Regions from separate parts of the Mus musculus genome. Here region 2 is linked to region 1. A link is a contact called in public Hi-C data. All regions are on one chromosome and are shown on one strand. The core of a region is the stretch at or near the end of the contact, and the rest is flanking DNA. Distances in the headings are between cores, read along the strand shown.

Region 1 (5,388 bases), core at 906-3,405:
TGTGGGAATCATAAGGTCTTGCTGGCTGCTGGCTGGAAACATCAGTTTCTTATAATGCATCCTTCCCCTTAGGACAGCTTAGAAAATGACAGGAGAAGGGAGTAGGGAGGAAGGAGAGAGAAAAGGAGGGAGGAAGGGAGGGAGGGAGGGGGAAAGGAGGGAGTAGGGAAATATGAACCATCAGTGGTGCTATCTCATCTCTTCTGCAGTGTTTTGTTCACCATAAGTAAATCCCTGGATTCTATTCACACTTCTGTGAGAGAAATTTCAAGGTGTGAACCCAGGAAGTGAGGTAATAGAGGCCATCTTAGCAGGTCATAGAAGCCATCTTGGTAATTGTCTACTTCACTGACAAATTAGTGAAAGACAGACTCTACCAGAGAAAAGTGGACAAGGAATTGAAAAAAAAAACATTTTTAAAAAGAAGATACATCAATTTTCTGTAATGATTTGTAGTTCAACCATATTTCTGGTCCTGATTCACCTGGATGTGACCAAGCACTAGCTATCATGCTTTCCCATAATGATACGTTATATCATTAAACTGTAAGCCAAAATAGCTGGGTTGCTTTTTGCCAGCATTGGGCCACAGCAATGAGAAATTTTATACAATGACCAGAGGGAAGGTGTGAAGGGAGCTCCTGGAAATAGAGTCAGAGGAAGAATATGAGGTCTAAAAAAGGAGAGAGGAGAGCAAGAGTGTTGAGTGGCCATATGCTGAAATTTCAAATATACTGTCATGTTGGCATTATGATGCAAAATACATATCTCCAGTCTATAGATCTGAAACAGCATCCTGCCTGAAGAGTGCCAACCCATTCAGCATCCAGTGCTGTGCATGGAATAAACATGAATAAAGAAAACATCTAACCAATAAATGTATGAGACAGTTTGAAGCCATACAAGGGCCACCGAGGTAGAGTTTAGGAAGAATTTGGTCGCTCACGCACTTTTGCAACTTCGTGGAAGTTTGGAGTGGAACTTCATGCCCATGCCATCTTATCCCAGTTTCAAACTTTCAATTCATCTTTAATCATAGAAATGAAGGGTCTCATGGAGACACTACACAGGTAAAAGATGAGTGATGAGAGGGTTTTCTATGTGTGAGGTAAGATGCTCTTGCCCTCAAGATCCCTAACTGACACATTTCAAATGCTCCCTCCATTCCCTGACATAATACTCATTTGGCTTTTTGTGCAATTTGAAGAGCCCTATTCTTTCACTTTTCTTTCTTCTTTCTTTCAGCTCAGCATTGAAGCATTATGAACAAACACAAGTGAAAAACAAACACAGTAGCTCTACTGAGTTCATTCAGGGGCAGTTAAGTGTTTGTAAGCATTCAGTCATAACATTCAAACATTCTGACAGTAAACAGCATACTGACTAAACATGTAAAGAGCAAGCCTTCAAAGGGTTTTCCAATGACCAGCACTAGCCCTTCCTAATATAGTCTCCTCTTCCGTAGTAAATGTCTCTGCTTAGTGGAGTCTCATTTGGTGTTCCACCTTTTTTTTCTTCCAAATTTGTAGGAAACTCGGCTTTAGAATTTACACTCTCTGTATGTTTCCATTGTTAAGACTAGAAACTATTAAGATGGCTGAGGAAAATGCTGCCCCCACCCCTGTATCAGTTAAGAAAGGCTGTCATGAGTACTTACTTTTGTTTAAGATTTGAAATTATTAGTTTTAAATCAGAATTAATATTTGGCATCCAGCAGTGAGCATTTATAGTTTAAAAGTAATCTGTCTCAGGAAAATACTAAATGGTGAAATAATGCATGCTTTGCCCTGTGTGCTGTACAGTACATCTAATGAATGGGTCTCAGGGTTGGACTCACATGGTGAAAAGTGGTGGGTCTTTCACAGACCGCCCTGTGACAATGCCTTGTTTTCTGTAATGTGTTCAATTCCAAACACATGGGTATCATTTTTGAAAATGAATTGTGAGGTTTTCACTGTATGAATTTATTTACTCTGTGTGTATGGGTGTTTGCATGTGTTATGTGAATGTGTGGGTGTGCAAGCTATAGCTTGCATATGGAAGTCAAAGGACAACTTGAGCAAATCAATTCTTTCCTTCCACCATGTTGACTTTGGGAGGATTGAACACTGTGCCTTTTCACTGAGAGGTCTTTGCCAGACCTGTGGGTGTTATTTTTGAAGCCAGCTTCATTGATTAGTAGATGTTGTGGAGCTACAGAGGCATATCTGTGAAGTATTCAGTTGGATGGGTCTTTTCTAGCAATTTCCTTTTTTTTTTTTTATCAAGAGAAAAATCGAAGCTATTTTCAATGCAAAAGCAAACTCTGAACAGCACCCACTAGAATTAGTAAAGCAACATTTCATCAGAAAATCACCTGCAAAATTTAGAGCACAATTTACAATTACTAATTGGTGTGTTAAATGGATGCATTCAGAAAGTAGCAAGGGGATGAGTCAATACTTCCAAAAGAACCTTAATTTCAGGATTTCCTGAGTGAGTGCTCCAAATTACCAGCCTACCTCCCCATTAGTGCCCGGGTTAGAGAAGTCAGCTCACCCAGACGTTTGTTGTGTGCATAATTTCAAAATGAATAAATACTACTTTGGAAATCACTCTGGTTCATTTTGCCAAAAGCAACACCCTTTCTGGGCACGCAGCCACTAGATAGTCACCCTACTTTCTTTGTGACTGTGAAACCCTGAAACATTGTTTGCAGATCTATCAAAGGACTCATCGAGTCAGAGGATGATCAGGGAGAATGCGTCAGCCATTAAAATGTAGAAAGGTGAGATCGAAATGGCAAAGATATACAGCTTTTATCTCAGTATGCTGCAAGTAGCTTTTCGATCTTCTACACTAAGAGTGGTATTCTACCATGGCTCAGTGCTCTGCCATGGGGAACACTCCTCTTCTTACCATCTCTCAGTTGTCCATGAATGTGTTTGTAAAGCAGCTGCTGTCCATTTTCAGCTTGTACCCACCCACTGGGCCAACTCATCCATACACAGACCTTGAACTTGAACTAGTGGGTGTAATTTGTAAACTACAGTGAGTGACACTGGGTGGGTGGAGGTGTTCTAACCCTGTTGTGATTTTATCCTAGATGTTTCATCTCCATCTTATGGTGGGAGATCCAACAGACTGCACTTTGTAACAGGAAGTTCTGAACTGTGCTTGGTACACCACAGTTAAATACCCAGTGGTGCCCTGAGACTTGGTCAAGGGATGTCACTATCTGCTGAGGGTGGTTCTCTAGAACCGAATCAGCCTGGATTGAGATTTACCTCTAGAGCTTGTCAGAGGGCCCAGTGCCTCTCCTTCTCCATTCTAACATACAAACAACAAAAAAAAATTCCCCCTAAATACTCATGTGCTAAAGGCTTGATCCCTAATGCAGCATGTTCAAAGATGATGGGATGGTTATTGAGTCATGGGGATTGGATTGGATCATCGGATTCATCTTTGATTGGTTCTTAATTGAATGGCACCATTGGGAGGAGGTAGAAACTGTTGAAGGTAGGGCTTAACTGGAGTAAGAAGGTCTTGAGGCATACCTTGGGGACACATCTTTGTCTTGATCCCAGCTAGGGATTCTCGTACTATATACCTTCTCAATTAGCTCCTCAAAAATTTAGTGCTTTGGAGATATAGCCTAGTTGGGTTCCCAGATACCACAAGGACCCAGGTACAGCAGTGCTCACTTGGAAACTCAATATCAGGGAAGCATAGACAAGTAGATCCCTGGGCTCACAGGCCAGCTAGTTAAGGCTAATAGGCAAGTCCAAGCCAGTGAAAGGTCATTTCTCAAAACAAGGTAGATGGCATTTGAGAAACAATAAAGAGCTAAGGTCCAATGATCTCTGCACACACACACACACGCACACGCACACACACACACACACACACACACACACACACACACACACTTGTCTCAGAGATCTTTGGACTGGTTCTCTCCCAATTTCCAATGTTCCTTCTTCTGACCTACTGAGAGGTCTGTGCTGTGTCCCTCCTGCCTCCTGCCTGCTCAGCATGATGCTGCTATGGCAGTGCCTGTGATTTGTGGTTGCCTGGACCTGTTTGGACTATATTATGACAGAGCAGGATCAACATAGCCCCAAGGAGAGTCTGTAAATGAATTTTCATCTTGCATGAACATGAAGTTTTCTGATCTTTATCCTAATTGTTATTAACGCGTTAATAACAATTGGTGCCGAAACCCGGGACGAGAAAAAACTCGGGACTGGCGCAAGGAAGATCCCTCATTCCAGAACCAGAACTGCGGGTCGCGGTAATAAAGGTTCCCGTAAAGCAGACTGTTAAGAAGGATTCAACTGTATGAATTCAGAACTTTTCAGCTGGGGAACGAGAGTACCAGTGAGTATAGCTTTACGAGGTAAGCCTGGCCTTGAACTTTCTAAGGAAATTCAAGACAGTCTATCAGAAGTAAAGTGGAAAATGGCTTTACAAGTTATGTTTGGCCTTGAATTTTTTCTAGTGTTAGAAGCCCTTTTGTTCCTTTTCACATGTTATCAAGTGGTTAAGGCAGGGCGGATTCTAGATGAAATTCAGGACAAGCTATCAGAAGTAAAGTGGGGAGAGAGAGTAGGAACAAAGAGGAAATATGGTACACAAAATAAGTATACAGGCCTTTCCAAGGGTCTTGAACCCGAGGAAAAGTTAAGGTTAGGTAGGAATACCTGGAGAGAGATTAGAAGAAAAAGAGGAAAAAGGGAAAAGAAGAAAGATCAATTAGCGGAGGTCTCTAGGAAAAGGAGCCTGTGCTCATCGCTGGATGGGCTCGGGGAGCCAGCTCTTAGTAGCTCTGAAGCAGATGAAGAATTCTCCTCTGAGGAAACAGACTGGGAGGAAGAAGCAGCTCATTATGAGAAAAAAGGGTACCAGCCAGGTAAAGTGCTAGCTAATCAGTTAAGGAAGCCAAAAGCGGCTGGCGAAGGCCAGTTTGCTGATTGGCCTCAGGGCAGTCGGCTTCAAGGTCCGCCCTATGCGGAGTCCCCGCCCTGCGTAGTGCGTCAGCCCTGCGCAGAGAGGCAGTGCGCAGACTCATTCATTCCCAGAGAGGAACAAAGGAAAATACAACAGGCATTTCCGGTCTTTGAAGGAGCCGAGGGTGGGCGTGTCCACGCTCCGGTAGAATACTTACAAATTAAAGAAATTGCCGAGTCGGTCCATAAATACGGAACCAATGCTAATTTTACCTTGGTGCAGTTAGACAGGCTTGCCGGCATGGCACTAACTCCTGCCGACTGGCAAACGGTTGTAAAAGCCGCTCTCCCTAGTATGGGCAAATATATGGAATGGAGAGCGCTTTGGCACGAAGCTGCACAAGCGCAGGCCCGAGCAAACGCAGCTGCTTTGACTCCAGAGCAGAGAGATTGGACTTTT
Region 2 (5,388 bases), core at 1,910-4,409, 250 kb before region 1:
GATGGATCACAGGGCCCCCAATGGAGGAGCTAGAGAAAGTATCCAAGGAGCTAAGAGATCTGCAACCCTATCGGAGGAACAACATTATGAACTAACCAGTACCCCAGAGCTCTTGACTCTAGCTGCATATGTATCAAAAGATGACCTAGTCGGCCATCACTGGAAAGAGAGGCCCATTGGTCAGGCAAACGTTATATGCCCCAGTACAGGGGAATGCCAGGGCCAAAAAATGGGAATGGGTGGGTAGGGGAGTTGGGGGGGGGGCTTTTGGGATAGCATTGGAAATGTAATTGAAGAAAATACGTAATAAAAAAAAAGAAAAAAAAAGAAAATACAAAAGATACTGTGATCCCAACTGCTCAATTTTCTGAGCCAACAGAGGGACTGGTTAGACTATAACATAAGATTGTTATAGAATTCCCAAGACAACATTATTAGCTGGTAGTTTTCTTCTCCTCTGTCTGTCTGTCTGTCTGTCTCCTTCTTCCTCCTCCTCCTCCTTCTCTTCCTCCTCCTCCTCTTCTTCTCCCTTCTTTCCTTCCTCCCCCTTCTTCCCTTCTTGCCTTGCTCTGGCCCTTTCTATCCAACAAGCTTTTTTCTTTCTATAGCTATAATTACTAAATGCACACTCTGCATATTTTAATTTCTCTTCTTTCCCTGATAAATATTTTCCACACTTCTTGCTTTGAGTTTTTATTTGTTTGTTTATTCTTTTGTGTTACTGGGGATGGAACCCATAGTCATGCACATGTTAGACAAGCACTTCACCACTGAACTATATCTCCACCCTTGCTTTTCCTTTTTATTTTATGACAGGGGTCTCATTAAGTAGACCAGGCTGGCCTTGAACACACAACTCTCAACATGATGGGATGTTAGGCTCGTGCCACCAGGCCTGGCCTTATTTTAGGGTAGTTAATAATATGAAATAACTAGCTTACAAACAGCTCCACTATGGATTTTAAATCTAAGCTGTTTGGTGAGAATTCTATGCTGTTTTCTAAAGAAACAATGTAGCTTTCATGAGTGGCAGCTCTGGGTTGGTTGTGACCCTTACCATGTCTCCCCCCACCTTGGATATTTTCTTTATTTACATTTCAAATGTTTTCCTCTTTCCAGGTCTCCCCTTTGGAAACCCCTTATCCCATATTCCCCACCTCTATGAGGGTGCTCCCCCACTCCCCCACTCCCATTCTCCCACCCCTGGCATTCTCCTACACTGCGGCATCAAACACCCTCAGGCTCAAGGGTCTCTCCTCCCACTGATGTCCAACAAGGCCATCTTCTGCCACATAGGTGGCCAGTGCCATGAGTAGCTCCATGTGTATTCTTTAGTTGGTGGTTCAGTCCCTGGGAGCTCTGGGGGGTCTGGCCTGTTGACACTGTTGCTCCCTCCATGGGGCTGCAAACCTCCTCAGCTCCTTCAGTCCCCTCTCCAACTCCTCCATCGGGGACCCCGGAGCTCAGTCCAGTGATTGTCTTCGAGCTTCCTCCTCCATATTTGTCAGGTTCTGGCAGAGCCTCCCAGGAGACAGCCATGTCAGACTTCTATCAGCAAGCACTTGCTGGCATCCACAATAATGTCTGGGTTTGGTGCCTGTATAATGAGATGGAACCATGGTTATTTTTTAAGTCTGATTTGAAATCAGGATGGTATACATCTTAGACTTTCCATTCTCCTACTTCCTCTGTGCCAGGATCACAGACATGCACTGTTATACCTGTTTTATGCAGTGTTAGGGGCATGCTGTAGTTTACTTCTCTATTGCTGTGATAAGCAACATAACCAGAAAGCAATGTGTGGAGGAAATAATTTATTTCAACTTACAGGCTATACACTATCATTGGGGAAGTCAGAGAAGGACTCAAAGCAGATACCTGGAAGCAGGAACTGAAGCACAGTCCTGTTTACTACCTTGTTCAGCCTGTACTACTTGTCCTATACAACTCAAGACTTGCTGCCCATGGTTGGCACTGCCTATACTGGCTTGAACCTTCAACATCAAACCACAAATCAGGAAAACGCAACATAGACTTGTGCATCGGCCAATAGGATAAAGGTAATATCTCAGTTGAGGTTTCCTCGTCCCAGGTGACTTTAGTTTGTGTCAAGTTGACAAGTTTTAATCAGCACAGGGTGGCACATAGGGATTAGCTCATGCAAGGCACAAGCATGCTACCAGCTGTACGAGACTCCCAGTCTTGACTATGGGAATTTGTAAGAGGAGCAAAGAAGAGTACCAGAAGAGGGCTTGAAAAATACAGGTTTTGGCAACTGGATTGGTCTCATAGGACTGCCAAGGATTGGCTTTGAGAATGAGGCTCTGAATTGATAGCTTGCTCAGTATGCTGACAGTGTGCAGAGCTCCCAGCAGGAAGAACCCTCCAAGTACACGTGGGCATGAAGGGAGGCCGAGTAAGTTGTTGTCTTCAGCCAGGCTGAGTAGCTTTGGGGAACAAAGGAAGACAGCCAGTAACAGCATGGGTTTTAATTTTGCAAAGCTCATTTGGACATCAGGGCCTGTTTGCTTCAATGACAGTGGGGGAAGGGTTCAAACCCAGTTGTATTTCACTGTGATGAGATTGTTGAGGCTTCCACAGAATGGTCTCATTTCGTCATTTCAGTCTCGAAACAAGGGCATATCTTTCTCTTCCCATTGCGATTTTACATTTATTCTATGGGTCGTGTATAATGCATCATTTTTAACTTGTCAAGAGTAGTTGTGGAAGATTATTATCATTTCCCTACACTCTTCCTTTCATGACTCAAAAATATTTTCTTGCATTTAGCCTTAAGAAATAGAACAATAATGCATTTGAGTGCAGAGTCAATTGCTGAATGACCCTCATAGATTTTGTTTCAGAATTGTGTTGTGCTATTTATAATAGCAAATGGCCATTGTTTGAAGGCAAAATGATCATTTCCAAGTATTTCAAACAATCTAGCAAATATTTAAGATTCTTTACTCTCAACCCCACTGTAATCTTTCAGATGTTTTCCTATTACTGACAATTGTTTTATAAAGTCCTTCTGATTGCGCCTCTTGTCTTATCTTTGAATGTTATAGTTCAGAAGTATTTAGACAGCTTTCTGGATGGCTGCCGTCTCCTCAAGACCAGGAGAGAAGCCAGCTCCCTAGTACCAACTTGGTATGTCCTGTATATCCAGGGCAGAGTTTAGAGGCCTGGACCATGTGATCAATAAACCACTTGGAGAATTGCTCAGGCCTTCATTTTTTTTTTCTTTTTTCAAATCAGAAATTCTGGCATAGCACCCTCCAGCTGAGCCACAGAGGGTCACAGGCCTGCTGCTGCTTGCTCCTGTCTATTTTTGTCTGCTTCCAAATCAGAGGCCTAGAAGGGGCTTCAGAAGCTGTTGCCTTCATGCTCAACTTCAGAGACAAGTGCATCGACCGAATTCTAAAAGGTTTGCCAGTGGAAAGCACTTCAAAACCAGCCAACAAATATTTGTGATTACTACGTGCATGCAATAGCTTCCAAAGAGCTCAGAAAACTACATCATCCATACCCCCTAGGAATTTTCCATGCTACTGAGAGAGACAGACAGATATGCACAAAACTTCCATCTCAAAGTCTTGAACATAGAGCATGTTTGAAGGTTGAATGTCTAGACCATCACAAATACATCCCCCTCCTCTGTGTGTGTGTGTGTGTGTGTGTGTGTGTGTGTGTGTGTCTGTGTGTGTGTGTCTGTGTGTGAGGGTGCATATAATGAGCAGAGAACTTCAGATGTCATCCCTCAGGTGTTGCCAAGCTTGTTTTTTGGGGCAGGATCTATCACTGGCAAATAGGCCAGGGAACCCCAAGGATTGGCTAGTCTGTCTTTTCTCCAGGGCTGGGACTACAAGTGTCATACCCAACATTTTACTTGGGTTTTGGGGTTCTAGAGATCTCTCTCTCTGGTCTTTCTACTTCTAAGGCTGGCACTTCACTGATTAAGCTATCTCCCTATCCAGCAAATATGCACCCTTGACATCCTTTGACCCTGTTGTTTGCTCCTGGGAAAGTCTAATTGTAACACATTTATCCTAGGTCCAAATTCTAAAGTACAGAATGCAAGATGGTTAAATGACTGTTTTACAAATAGCCTGGATACAAATTCCACCAATTATTAATGTAAATCTTTCTTTTCTTTTTTTTCTTTCTTTCTTTCTTTCTTTTTTTTTTTTTTTTTTTTTTTTTTTTTTGCTTTTCCATTTCACACTTGTAAGATGGAAAGATAATAGCATGTACCTCATAGGGCTAGGAGAGTTATGGGTTGAATTTTCAGACTAGTGCCTAATATATAGAAAACCCACGGAAGAATAAATGCTATTTGCCCAATAGTCATTCACATATTTGATGACACATTAATGTCTCTTTTCATCTGCTTCGTTCTGCTTGTTTTTTTTTTCATGTAACTTCATCATTGTGTGACTAATGACAAAATCATTTAACTATTGATCACAGAATAAGATATTAGAACCCACTCAGTCCTTTTTGTTAGGTTTTAATGTTATCCTTACTTAATGTGATTAAGAGTGAGTGGGGGGGGGTGCCTCGGCCATGTTCTAAATAATTCATGTTTGCAAGAAAGTTTCACCCAAAGACATGAGCAAAACATGGCACTAATCCTCAAAGGCCCTGCTTCCCAGTGTGAAAAGCAGACAGATAAATAGCCTTCCAGTCTCTGCCTAAGTGTGAAGGGCTAATTGCTAATCATCTCACATTGGAGGAAAAAACCTTCGGTTGAAATGGAAGCAGCAAAAAGGAAAACTGATCCCCAGGGAAAAGCGAATTTAGGAAGAAAAGAGAACTACAAAAACCTTCCAAGCTCCAGCTGCAACATACAAAGTCCAGAGAAGACCCTGTGTCTCACGAAGCTGCTGAGTGTGTAACAGTGTAACAGTGTAATGGTATAACAGTGTAACAGTGTAACCAAGCCCTGAGAGTTGGAGACCTGCAGACTAAACTCAGATCACTTCCACTGATAGCATTTTTCCAAGCCTCAGCTTTGTTCTCAACTTCAGCTTCCAGTTTTGTGAAAAGCTTGAGTTCTCCCATGATAGAAACCATACTCTGCATCTGCCAATGCTCAAACCTAAATCAGCACTCAGTGCTCATCTTTTAAGAACATGCCCAATTTTTCCTTGCTGGAAAGTTCTGTGTGGATGTGCACATGTGGACAAGTATTCACTTCTGTTTTACATACTGTCATCTCCTTAGCTATTCATGTGTAGTGGAGATAGGATCAACTGATTTGAGCACATAAAAACTGTAAAATTCATTTAATTTACCAATGAGAAACCTAAGTCCAGAGATACTTCCAAGGTGACTTGGAAAGTCCAAATTTGCATGCCTTTAAACCTATAGACACTAAAGTCTATC

Evidence for each region. Hi-C and Micro-C count contacts between places; a contact is called where the count stands out from the background.
Region 2: a contact with region 1 is called in a Hi-C map of liver, with 4 times the contacts expected there. The contact joins two enhancer-like sites. A contact is called at or near these places in 1 of 39 promoter capture datasets (liver) and 5 of 484 Hi-C or Micro-C datasets (all in liver).

What each region holds. Positions count from the first base shown.
Region 1 is chr8:128,090,273-128,095,660 of GRCm38.p6, reverse strand. No RefSeq gene overlaps it. Among named protein-coding and RNA genes, the nearest start is that of Mir21c, 190 kb to the left of the region's middle. Within about 2 kb of position 2,155, at least 8 of the 459 cell types and tissues checked have an H3K27ac peak or open chromatin away from gene starts, as enhancers often do. A contact at or near this core is called in liver, where this site is marked.
Region 2 is chr8:128,337,777-128,343,164 of GRCm38.p6, reverse strand. The region is part of intron 1 of A930035F09Rik (a long non-coding RNA gene); the gene reads left to right. Among named protein-coding and RNA genes, the nearest start is that of A930035F09Rik, 18 kb to the left of the region's middle. Within about 2 kb of position 3,159, at least 6 of the 459 cell types and tissues checked have an H3K27ac peak or open chromatin away from gene starts, as enhancers often do. A contact at or near this core is called in liver, where this site is marked.